Linked DNA regions of Sus scrofa: region 1 is linked to region 2. The links are chromatin contacts, called in public Hi-C maps. All regions are on one chromosome and are shown on one strand. The core of a region is the stretch at or near the end of the contact, and the rest is flanking DNA. Distances in the headings are between cores, read along the strand shown.

Region 1 (5,017 bases), core at 2,267-4,766, 130 kb before region 2:
TTTTAAAGAATAGCATATAACAAAGCAACCATAATGAAAAGTGTACATGTTAAAACCACCTTTGAGAGAAGCTCCACTTTCAAGCAATAGAAAAATTAATGTTTTCTAAACAAACACAATTTAATTTTGTTTAAACTGGTTTAGTGCTTTATGAGTTAAGTAAATAATGGAAGAATATTAAAACTGGAAAAGCAAAACAAAATACTACGAAACATGTCTAATGGAAAGGCAACTCAATTTAAACTAAATCGACTGGCTCAAAGTCACATAGTTGGTCAGTTTAGTGGAAGGGCTGGGGTTGGAACTCAAGTTTCCAAGGTCTTCCTCTATGTTTTACTACGTTCTCCTACAGCCTGAGCTGCCATATGAAAGGATCTTTTCCCTCAAAGCTCAGCACTTCACACAATGACTTAACATGTATAATGTGTTGTTACATATACGTAACACACACACCTCATACAGTATCCTCAAACAGTAAACGCAATGAACAAGAGAAAAGAGAAAACGAAGAGTGAATGCAATTTCTCATCATAGATTTCTAAGCAAAGGATTCATCAAAAGCATGGCAGAAAGTTACTTTTAAAACTGTACCAACTCTCTTTCTGAACTCGCCACTCACCAGGAAACTGTGACACTATTGGGGGTGTGTCTTCATCTAAATCATCAACTCCTCCAGCAATGGGATAGGGTGGAATGGAGACTCTGGGCATCACCACCCAGCTGTGATCAGAATAGAGGGAAGAGGTGAGGCTGGGGAGTCCCGAGTTATGGGCTATCTGAAAGCCACAGATCTTCTCAATCTGCTGCCAGCGAAAAAGTCGTTCTCGTAAACAAGTTGTCAACTCAGAGAGAGCTTTCCTGGAAAAGCCAATACAGAATTACCTGTTGCATCAAAGCGTCTTTAATATGGCACTGAAAAACGGCAACTATGTGAACAGACCGAGGCAATTAACCAATTCCAAGAAGAAATGACCTCCTCTTGCAATCAGTATAAATTATATAATAGCCCATGATTAAACGACAAATTAAAATATCAACTGTCTAAAAATTACACATTTCAACACAAGACAAATGAACAGATAGCTCCAATAATATTCTTACTTTGCTTCCAGAATTTTATGATCTACTTCATCTAGGGAGGAGCTATGTGCAACATGCAGGGTCCCAAAGACTGTGCTTCTCTTCTTTTTAATTTTCTCTGCCTAGAAACCCAAGGAGAGAAAAACAAGGATGGGGAAAAATACACATATACTAATAAGGTTTATTTTGTTTTGAATGTATTAATAATTTAAAAATCAATGGAGAAATATTAGCCAAGACACAGCCCTATTTTTCAAAAAAGAAAACAGATGAGGCAGAAAAAGCATGCTTTCCTAAATTCAACTTTGTTCTGGAGAATTTTTCTCTTATTTCTATGGATCAGAAAGACCTGAATCTTCTATTAAAACTAGCAGAGTAATACTAACTATACCCTACTGCAACGGAGGTGTTAGTGAGTGAACCGAGTTTTTTTTTGCTGTTGTTGTTTTTCTAGAAATCAGATTAAGACTCAATAATTTCACACCATTATTAAGAGTCAGACATTAATTTCTAGTAACTACTAACCTGAATCACATATGAAGCAGCAACCTAGAGGAGAAAAGCTCTGTATAAAACATTTATGATAGTGATAAAAGGGATGATTTTTAACTGATACTAAGGTCATTTTGAAAGGTATGTACTTCTCTAATTTTACTTTTAAAGTCTATGATTTGGAGAGTCAATTTATGTAATTATGTTCCAATTCACGAAAACAATCTGTGATACTAAAAATTTCATTCAGATCTTATATCCCAACTGGTCAATCCCTTTAGAAATGTAGTAAGTTTTGAAATATCATGGAGTACCTCATCTTTAGCAATAGCTAGTTGCATTTCAGCATTCTGCCTTTTAATATTGTAGTACTGGACTTCTACTTCATGCGTTAGCTGAAGCCATTTTTGAAGTGCATCTGGAACAGACCAGCTGCTTCTGAGTTCAAATTCTTTTTCAGCCTTTTTTAAAGCCATTCGAACCTGGGAAGGAGGTAGGAAGGCAGAGGGGGAGGAGTGGGAGAGAGGGAGAGGGAGGAGTAGAGGAAGGTGAGAGAGGTTGGAGAGAGAATGAGAAATTTCTCTTTTTAAAAGATATTTAGGACCCTTTTTTAAAAGAAATTTAAGATTTTTAGTACCAACATTAAGAGAAAAAGTAATCTGAATTACGCTCTTGGCAAACATCTTTTTAATAAGCACAGTTTAAACAATATATTTCTAATGTGAAACTAAAGCTTAAGTTTTAAGTACATCTTAAACTTGCCAATAAACAAAATTGTAAAGCCAGAGGGTGAGAGGAAGACTGCATATATCTTTGGTTTCAGTACTGCATTTTATATTTTATAACAGCCAGAATGAAAGAAAAAACCCAGGGCATGTATAAATTAAAATGGATTACATTTTTTCTCGTAGTGTATTTTTTTAATTTACTACCTAAAACAGGGTGAATACCTGTTCTACTACCCCTTCCAATGTCCCCAGAAGACCTTACTGTAGCTACCAAACTATACACTCATTTTTTTTAAAGTAATTGTACCATTTTAAAAAGTTTTTCATGACATCTTTTTTATGGCCAGTTATTTCTCATTGTTATGGGCATATCTGCCTATCACAGTCTGTTTTACCACTTCTATTTAATTTTTTCCTGCTTCTAACATACCAGAAAAAGTACATAAATTAGCATTTGAGACCAAGTGTAAATTTTGAGAAAATAAACTGAGTAAAAGTTTTGATTTTTCCATGGGAAACTATGAACAGCTGCAGTGTCAGGATACGGAAGTTTTTCTTCTAGTTGCCCCGTAAGGGAGCCAGGCAATAAACAGAAAACTAAAATGCATAGTTATGTGAAGTAGTATTAAGTGCTAAGGAAAAACTCTCAAGGAAAAGTCTCACTAAGAAAATGATAGAGAAGGGAGAGGTAAGCAACTCTAGGAATGATTTACTTAAAAACTAGCAAGAGCTCAAGCTAAGGTTGTGTAAAGATACACGATGGAATTTATGAAATTATGTACACACACTCGAGACTTTCAAAGTGATGAATGCTCTAGAGAGCATCCTGTTTCTGGAGCACCATCTCCGCAAATTAATTTCCCCCAAAGTTATGTAAGGTAACCAAAACTTCATTCCTAAACGAAGATGTGGAAGAACATTTGAGCTGATCAAACCCAATTCATTTAAAGAAACCTTATCATGTGCCAGAATAAACGAGAGTACTATACACAAATTTCTGATAAAGAGAACAGCTGTCAGATACCCTGGGGTGGGGGTGGGGGGAATGTAGAAAATTATTTTTTTAAACTCTAAAATTTTAAGAAAAATCACAAGCAGACAAGAAGTAAACAATTCCAGATACAGATGTTAACAGCAAAGGTGAAACAGCACTCAGGACAATGCTGAGGACAGGAGTCCCGTGCAATGTGCTTGGGGCAATGCTATGCTCATTACAAGAGGGCTGGCTGAGCTGTGTGCTGTCCCTGCTAATCCAGGAGGATCTGAGCGCAGGTCCTGTGACCTGGAGTTCCACATAACACTACAAAGTGTAGGTCACAGGCTCCTTCTCTCGCCAGATTTTAAAGCTAAGATTCCTATTCAGTTTTCATTGCCAAGCAAGTACACAGAGACTCTGAATAAATTCGCTCATGTTTTCCACCTTTAATCAGAAAGATTTTCCTAAATGTTATGTTCATACATTTATTTTCCCTAAAAGAGCTCAATGAACACATGTGACACAGAACTGATAGATTTCTGTGTCTGGTATAAATTGAGGCTGACCAATGTTTTGATTGAATATCACATAATGACTCAAAATTTTAAATTCGGACCTTCTAATAACAGCAACTATTTTCTGTTAGTATTCACGAGTTTATCATTTGACCTGAATTCCAACCCTCAGTTGAATTACATTGTTATTTATAAGGAAATAGATGAAATGAAAATTGAGTCATTAATAGCTTTTAAAAAGGAATTATTAAATTATTTAAAAATTTGGTAATAATCGTTTATATAATTTTTGTGTCTTAGGCATAGAACAGCAATAAGTAAAAACATGATGTCACAGAAACAAATAGCTTAAATATCTGAAAACCTGGCTTCTGGACCCAACTTTCTGATTTATAACCTCTGTGACCTTCGGCAAGTTTTTTACTTTCTGAGGCTGATTGTTTCATGTACAACAGGGCTACTATGACTTGCCCTGACTTTAGGCTTCTTGAGACTTTTAAGAACAAAATAATTTATGTGGGAAGTATTTAAACCACAGAAAATATAAAGTGGTACTATTATTCGCCCCAAAGCTTTTGTTTTATGGAAAATAACACTATACCAACTATGTACCAGATTTTCCTGCCTTCTAATTTTGAGAGGCTGATTACCCTCCAGACAAGATACAGAAATGCTTCTTCAAACTATGTGGAACTGTGGATTATATGACATTACATGAAAATTAATTTTCCAGTTAAACTCACTTCTATAAACAAAAGCTTTTAATAGCAGTATGGGAAAACATGAACTTTGGAACAAGATACATGTAATCTTGCCTTTGCTACATAATAGCTGTGTGACCTAAGGCAAATTATTTAACCCCTCTACACATCCTCATCTGTAAACGAGAATAATATTTACGTATAGTGAGGATGACAATTTATAAGCAAACCATCTGTAACGCTGTGCATAGCATAAACTTCTGGCACAGAGGAAGCCCTCATAAAATTGGGTTCCTTATTTCTGGACTCATGTTGGACAGAGGTGCTTTTAAATACCCAGTTCTCTCCTTTAAACCACCCTCACTGACTCGGGATCTCACCAGGATGACTACATTTGTGCTGGCATATAACCTCGCCGTCATCTTCGGGTTCCCTGAGGTGTGCAGGCCCCCTGCGCCCCAAGCCCCATACCAGAATGTTTGTGCTCTGGGGGTCCTTCTTTACGTTGTGGCTTTTCCCTCACTG
Region 2 (5,341 bases), core at 197-2,696:
AATGTTCCATATTTTTTAAAAGGTGCTGATGCAGTGTATCAGAACTGTGCTGCTCGAATACAAGCACTGAACATTCTGCACCAAGTAAATTGTAGGTATACTCCTGGTTACCTGCTGAGCTTTCTGCACCCTTTGTCACCCGGTGATGCTCCCACTAGCAAATACTATCCATCACTGAAAAAGTCTTCCTCTCACCTCTCAAAAAATACACATTAGACTTAGAGGTTTCTGCATACTAATTAGGGACCACTAATACTGCTAGGTATTATGGCTCTCAAAGAATCCTCTCTAGCAGACTCCCCTGGGATACTGTGCTCAGTGGGGCTCTGAACCGGTGAGACTCGCTGCCAGCTGCCTTTGCAAAAGCAACACCAGAGGCAGACTCAATACCGCATTGCTGCTGCTGCTGACTTTTTCAAGCAGTCTCCAAAAGAAAAACAAAACAACAACAAAAAACACACAGCCCAGTACCCTGCTCTGCAGACCCTGCTGGCTCTTCTGCGGCACGGAAGAGAAACCACCGCATTGCTCAGCGTGGAACACCGAGGAGCAGACCTAAGTGGGTGCCTTCGAGAGGCTCTGCCGAGGGCGGGGAGTCAGTGGGGGAAGAGGGAAGGCGTCCGGAGTGCAGGGGATCGCGACGAAGCAGCGGCCAGGACGCCAGCGTCTGGGCACCCGGCTGGGCATCGCTTACTGGCCAGGGCCGTCGAATAACAGGCACCTGGCAGAGGCGCTGGCCGCTCCCGGAGACGGGGGGTCCCGCAGCGTCCTGCCGAGCCCCACCCGCCACCCTCTGGGCCCTCACCTGTCATGAGCGCCGGGCTGTCGCCCGCCGCCGCGGCGGGAGAGGAGGCGGCCGCCCCGGCAGAGCCAGCCGCCCGCCGCCGGCGAAGGTGCCTGGGCACCAGCTCGCATCCGTCCGCCGCGCCGGCCACCAGCAGCCCGAGCACCAGCAGCGCAGCCCAGCGCCGCCGCAGCAGCAGCAGCAGCAGCCAGCTCGAGGCCGGGCCGGGCGTCGTGGCGGGATGAGGACGCGGAGGAGGAGCGGGGGGAAAGCGCGGCGGCGCCCCGGCCACGGGCCACTCCGCTCCGCGAGGTGCCGCCGCCGCCGTCGCCTGCGACTCCTCGGGCCGCCCCCGCCGCCTAAGACGCCAGCTCCCGCAGGGCGCCAGCCTGGTCCCGTCCGCACCGGCGGCCTCCAGATCTTGGGTCCCAGCTACGTTCATTGGTTCCGGTTATTTTTAAAAAAAAAAAAAAAGGGGGGGGGGTGAGGATCAAAAAGGTACGGCGTCTTCAGGCCGCGCGCGGCACCCCCGCTGCTGCGGCAGCGAGACCGGGATCCGCTGCTCTGGCGCCTCGGAACACCAGTCCCAGCGCCCGCGCCGCCGCCGCCGCCACAGCCGCCGCCGCCGCGGCGCATCCCCCCGCCCCCTCCGGCCCGCGCCCGTCGTAGTACCACGCTCGGCCCGGACACCTCCTCCCCTCACACATTCGCTCGCATACCAATCCCCCGCCTCCTTCAGCCCCTCCACAGCGCAGGCGCAGCGCCGCTGCACTGGGCCTGCGCGACGCCCGAGCCCCGCCCCCGGGGGCGTTCCGGGGAGGACTCGAGAGCCGCGGGGTTGTTTCTAAGGGTTTCGCTAAACAGAAGGAAGGGGATGGGGGGGAAGATGAGCATACCCCCTCCCGGACCCATGCCCCCACTGCGACAGAGGCGGCGGGGAGGGCAAGCGGGAACGAAGTGGGCGGAGAGAAGCATAAGAACATCCGAAATCCTTTGGGCAAGTTTTAGCCATGCAGACGGCAGCAAAAATAATTGCATGGATCCGAAAACCTTGTAATCGGAAACGTTGGCGTCTCCAGAATTTCGGTATAGGTGGGGCTTAAAAGAGGCTAGCAATGTGGAAACGGAGGTTAGCAGAGCGAGCGTTTTATTTACTTGTCCAATACTTAAAACTCCTGCTACGTGTCAGTATTCCAGGCGAGGTCCTAAGCGTTTTACAAATTTACACGTTGTAATTCTAAAAGTTAGGTGGTGGTTTCGTTGTTTTCATCCCCATTTTACAAGGAATGGAAACTAAGGCCGAGAAATGTTGTTACCCCAGTTTCCGCAGCTAACAAATGGGAGACACGGTCAGATTCGCACCACTGAACAGGATTTGCTCTAGCCTCTGACTCTCCTATGGTCAAACCTTACCTGAACTCATCACCTCCCTAACCGCATCCCACCCCTTGGAGTCTGCTGTCAGCTGAATAGGTTGACAGAAAAATGGTGTTTCAGACTTCACCTGGCGACACACACACACACACACACACACACACACACATTCTCTCTCCAGGGATACAAACTTAGGATGTGCATATAAGGGATTTCCCGTTGTGGCTCAGTGGTAATGAACCCCACTAGTATCCATGAGATTGTGGGTTCAATCACTGGCCTCAATCAGTGGGTTAAGGATCCAGTGATGCCAGGAACCTGCGGTGTGGGTCGCAGACACCTGCCCCCTGGATTGGGTATTTCTGTGGCTGTGGCATTTCTCAGTGCTCCAACACAATTGACCCCTAGCCTGGGAACTTCCATATGCTGTGAGTGTTGTTCTTAAAAAAATTTTTTGCATATAGGGTTCTTAAGCACAAAGGTCCTTAAGAACCCTATACCATACCCGTTTGGTACTGGGTTTCTGTTGTTGGATTTGGGTTTTGGCTTGCTTGTTCTCAAGCCAAGAAGATACACAAATTACACAATTTCCCAAAGAACTTCCTAGGAAGCCTGGCCACCATAACCATGAGTATCACCAACTGTGGAAAGGCAGATGCACACTTGAGAAAAGAATTAAGAATTTGTTTGAAGCTTATCAATCTATCAACAATGACTTCTTCATAGACCTGGTGTTAAGGTGGCAATTCTTTACAAGGCAACAGGAAATAGGTGTTTCCCCTGGTGAAAAACACAGAAATCAAGTCACATATTTGCTGAATGTCCTCCAAAAGGAGATAATTCTGCTAAAGAGGCAGGAAGACATAAAGAAGTAACAGGCTTGTTTCCTGCTCTCCAGAAGGCAATATTTCATTCATTCGCTATTAACTAAGTCCCCAGCACATGCCAGATAGTTCTCAGTAGTGGGGAGTCAAAGGGCAATAAGAGAGACACTCGAAAAAGTCAAATACGTCAGTATTCAGAGATATAAGATACAGACCATAGTCCCTACCTGGGGTATCTTACAGTATTGCTTAGGAGATAAAATTTACACCCATTAAACAATTAGAGACTAATACAAGGTAGTAATCAGTTGTTAAATTGGGCAGAGCAAGCTGTTATAGCAATAACAGCAGTATGAAACTACAAACAAATTAACAAATCACTCTGGCCAAGCTTCTTTAAACAAAGACATATGGGCTTTTTTCTTTTTTTCTTTCGAAGATACATATTAGCAGTAAGAGGGTACTGGATTTGGAGTTATGATTGTTTATTCCTCTCCTTACTGCAGGCACAAAGGAGTTACCAAGAAAGGCTACAAGCACTAAAGAGACCTCTCTCAGTCAGGTCAGAGTTCAGCAAGAAATCCTCCATCTCGAATCATCTTTCTAAGGGGTACCAAAGTTTCCAACGTAGTCAGAAATGAGTGGCGAGAATGCATATTCTTGCCGAACAAAGGTATAGTTATCACTGTGCATCGAGCATAAATCTAGGTGCAGAAAAGAGAAAGTCTGTGGCTTTGGAAGACAAGCCTATCTCTAGAATTACAGATGCTTCAATTTGCAAGCCAAATGTAAACACAAGGTTCCAGTTGAGGCAATCCCTTCCCTTTCTTCTCGGGTTTCCTGTTCCAACTCCAAGCCTTTGCTTTCCCGTTCCTTGCCTCCTCAAACCTTTCTTCTTTCCTCGAGCCAAATCCTATTCAGAATATACTTTGACCCATTTTCCCTGACAGTACCGGCTCCTACAACCTGACTTAAACCTCTTAAAGTCCAAACCTCAAGATTTACCATTTATTTACAGAATGTCTTTATTGTCTCATTTTCACCCATTCATGACTTCAAGTGTCTGATAGGCAGCAGTGGTCTTTGGAATCAGACAAACCTGGTGGAAACAGCAACTCCACACTCTTTCCGCTGTGCGACTTGGAGACAATTTAATCTGTCCTAGGTTGCCAGAGGAAAAACTAGGGACCGAGTAATAACGCCCGCCCCACAGAGCTGTTGGGAGGTGACTGAAATAACAGGTCAGCCTGTGCGCGGTGCCGGGCAAACAGGTATGCTGTCATTGGGGAGAACCGGACCCAGGTTCCGGACCTGTATTTTGAGCGTGTTCCTGGCTTAGGAAGAGCCCATCGCACTTTGCTTGGTGGCTTAATTTCATCTTCCAATAAATCCCTAACTTCATCGGGCGCGCCCGGCACCGATGCGCACCAGGATCTGTCCACCCTGCTCCTCCCCATCCCAGAAGCAAATCCGCCCTTCTCAACAGTCGGGCTCCTTCCCCATCTCCTTCTTCTCCCCCGCAGCCAGGACAGCCCACGCCGCTCCACCCGCCCCAACCCGGAGAACCGGATCTCGTCCCTCGAGCGGCGCCAGAGCGCGCCTGCGCTGCCCGGCGGCCTCGCGCATGCCCGCTCCCTGCTGCCGCTTTAGCCCAGGTGCGCGAGCTCTCAGGCTCCCGCGGTTCCGGGACGCCGCGCGCAGCTGCTTGCCAGGCTTCCGGCTGCCACTCCGTGGGCGGTGCGTCCGGGCTCCCGCCACCGCGCGATGACGTCACGGCGCGGGCGGGGTGTGGGTGGGCGTGGAGCCGGGTTAGGGATGGAGGTGGAGGAGTGGGGAGGTCCAGCCAGTGGTTAACCGAGAGGGTCTGCGTCCTGAGACTCGTACTGCCTATGGAATTTCCCCATTCTGCCTGTGACCCGGAGGGCGGTTGCAAGCAGGATTTCTCAGCTTCAACCCGGTGCCCGCGGAATAAGGAGAGCCCAACTCTTTTGCTCATCTTGGTTGAGCCCCTCAGAGAAATGCAAAGAGCTCCCTTTGGTGGAAGCCCTGTTGCATTCCAACCCATTTGTTTTCCCACTGACTCCCCACAGTCCCGAGAACTTTGGAAACATGTCCACAGTGGGACTGCTTATATGATGGCCCCAGGATCCGATCACTGAAGCCACTGCATGTAAAGACGGTCCTCAAGTTGTTCAATAAATTAAAGCACAAAAAAAGTGACACCGTAGAAGTAACTCATTTGCAAAATGCATTCTCCCTAAAGCCAATAAGGCATGGGATATTATCCACCTAGTTCAGGAAAGGTGGTAAACCTCATCATAATATCTTTCTCCTTGAATGGAGGAAGGAAGTCTCTGAA

What was found. Hi-C and Micro-C count contacts between places; a contact is called where the count stands out from the background.
Region 1: a Hi-C map of fetal skeletal muscle shows a contact between it and region 2, with 2.7 times the contacts expected there. The contact joins the enhancer-like site here to the promoter of STIM2 in region 2. A contact is called at or near these places in 3 of 5 promoter capture datasets (fetal liver, fetal skeletal muscle and liver), 11 of 47 Hi-C or Micro-C datasets (alveolar macrophages, brain, embryonic fibroblasts and 5 more) and 1 of 2 datasets of contacts at active chromatin or transcription factors (skeletal muscle).

Annotation. Positions count from the first base shown.
Region 1 is chr8:20,589,005-20,594,021 of Sscrofa11.1, reverse strand. It overlaps STIM2 (stromal interaction molecule 2), which reads right to left. Exons shown (of 15, transcript XM_003128897.6): 9 at 1,887-2,054; 10 at 1,606-1,629; 11 at 1,102-1,202; 12 at 620-858. Among named protein-coding and RNA genes, the nearest start is that of STIM2, 140 kb to the right of the region's middle. Within about 2 kb of position 3,516, at least 3 of the 83 cell types and tissues checked have an H3K27ac peak or open chromatin away from gene starts, as enhancers often do. A contact at or near this core is called in fetal skeletal muscle, where this site is marked.
Region 2 is chr8:20,452,448-20,457,788 of Sscrofa11.1, reverse strand. STIM2 (stromal interaction molecule 2) reads right to left here and starts at 1,446. Exons shown (of 15, transcript XM_003128897.6): 1 at 806-1,446. The coding sequence starts at 1,226.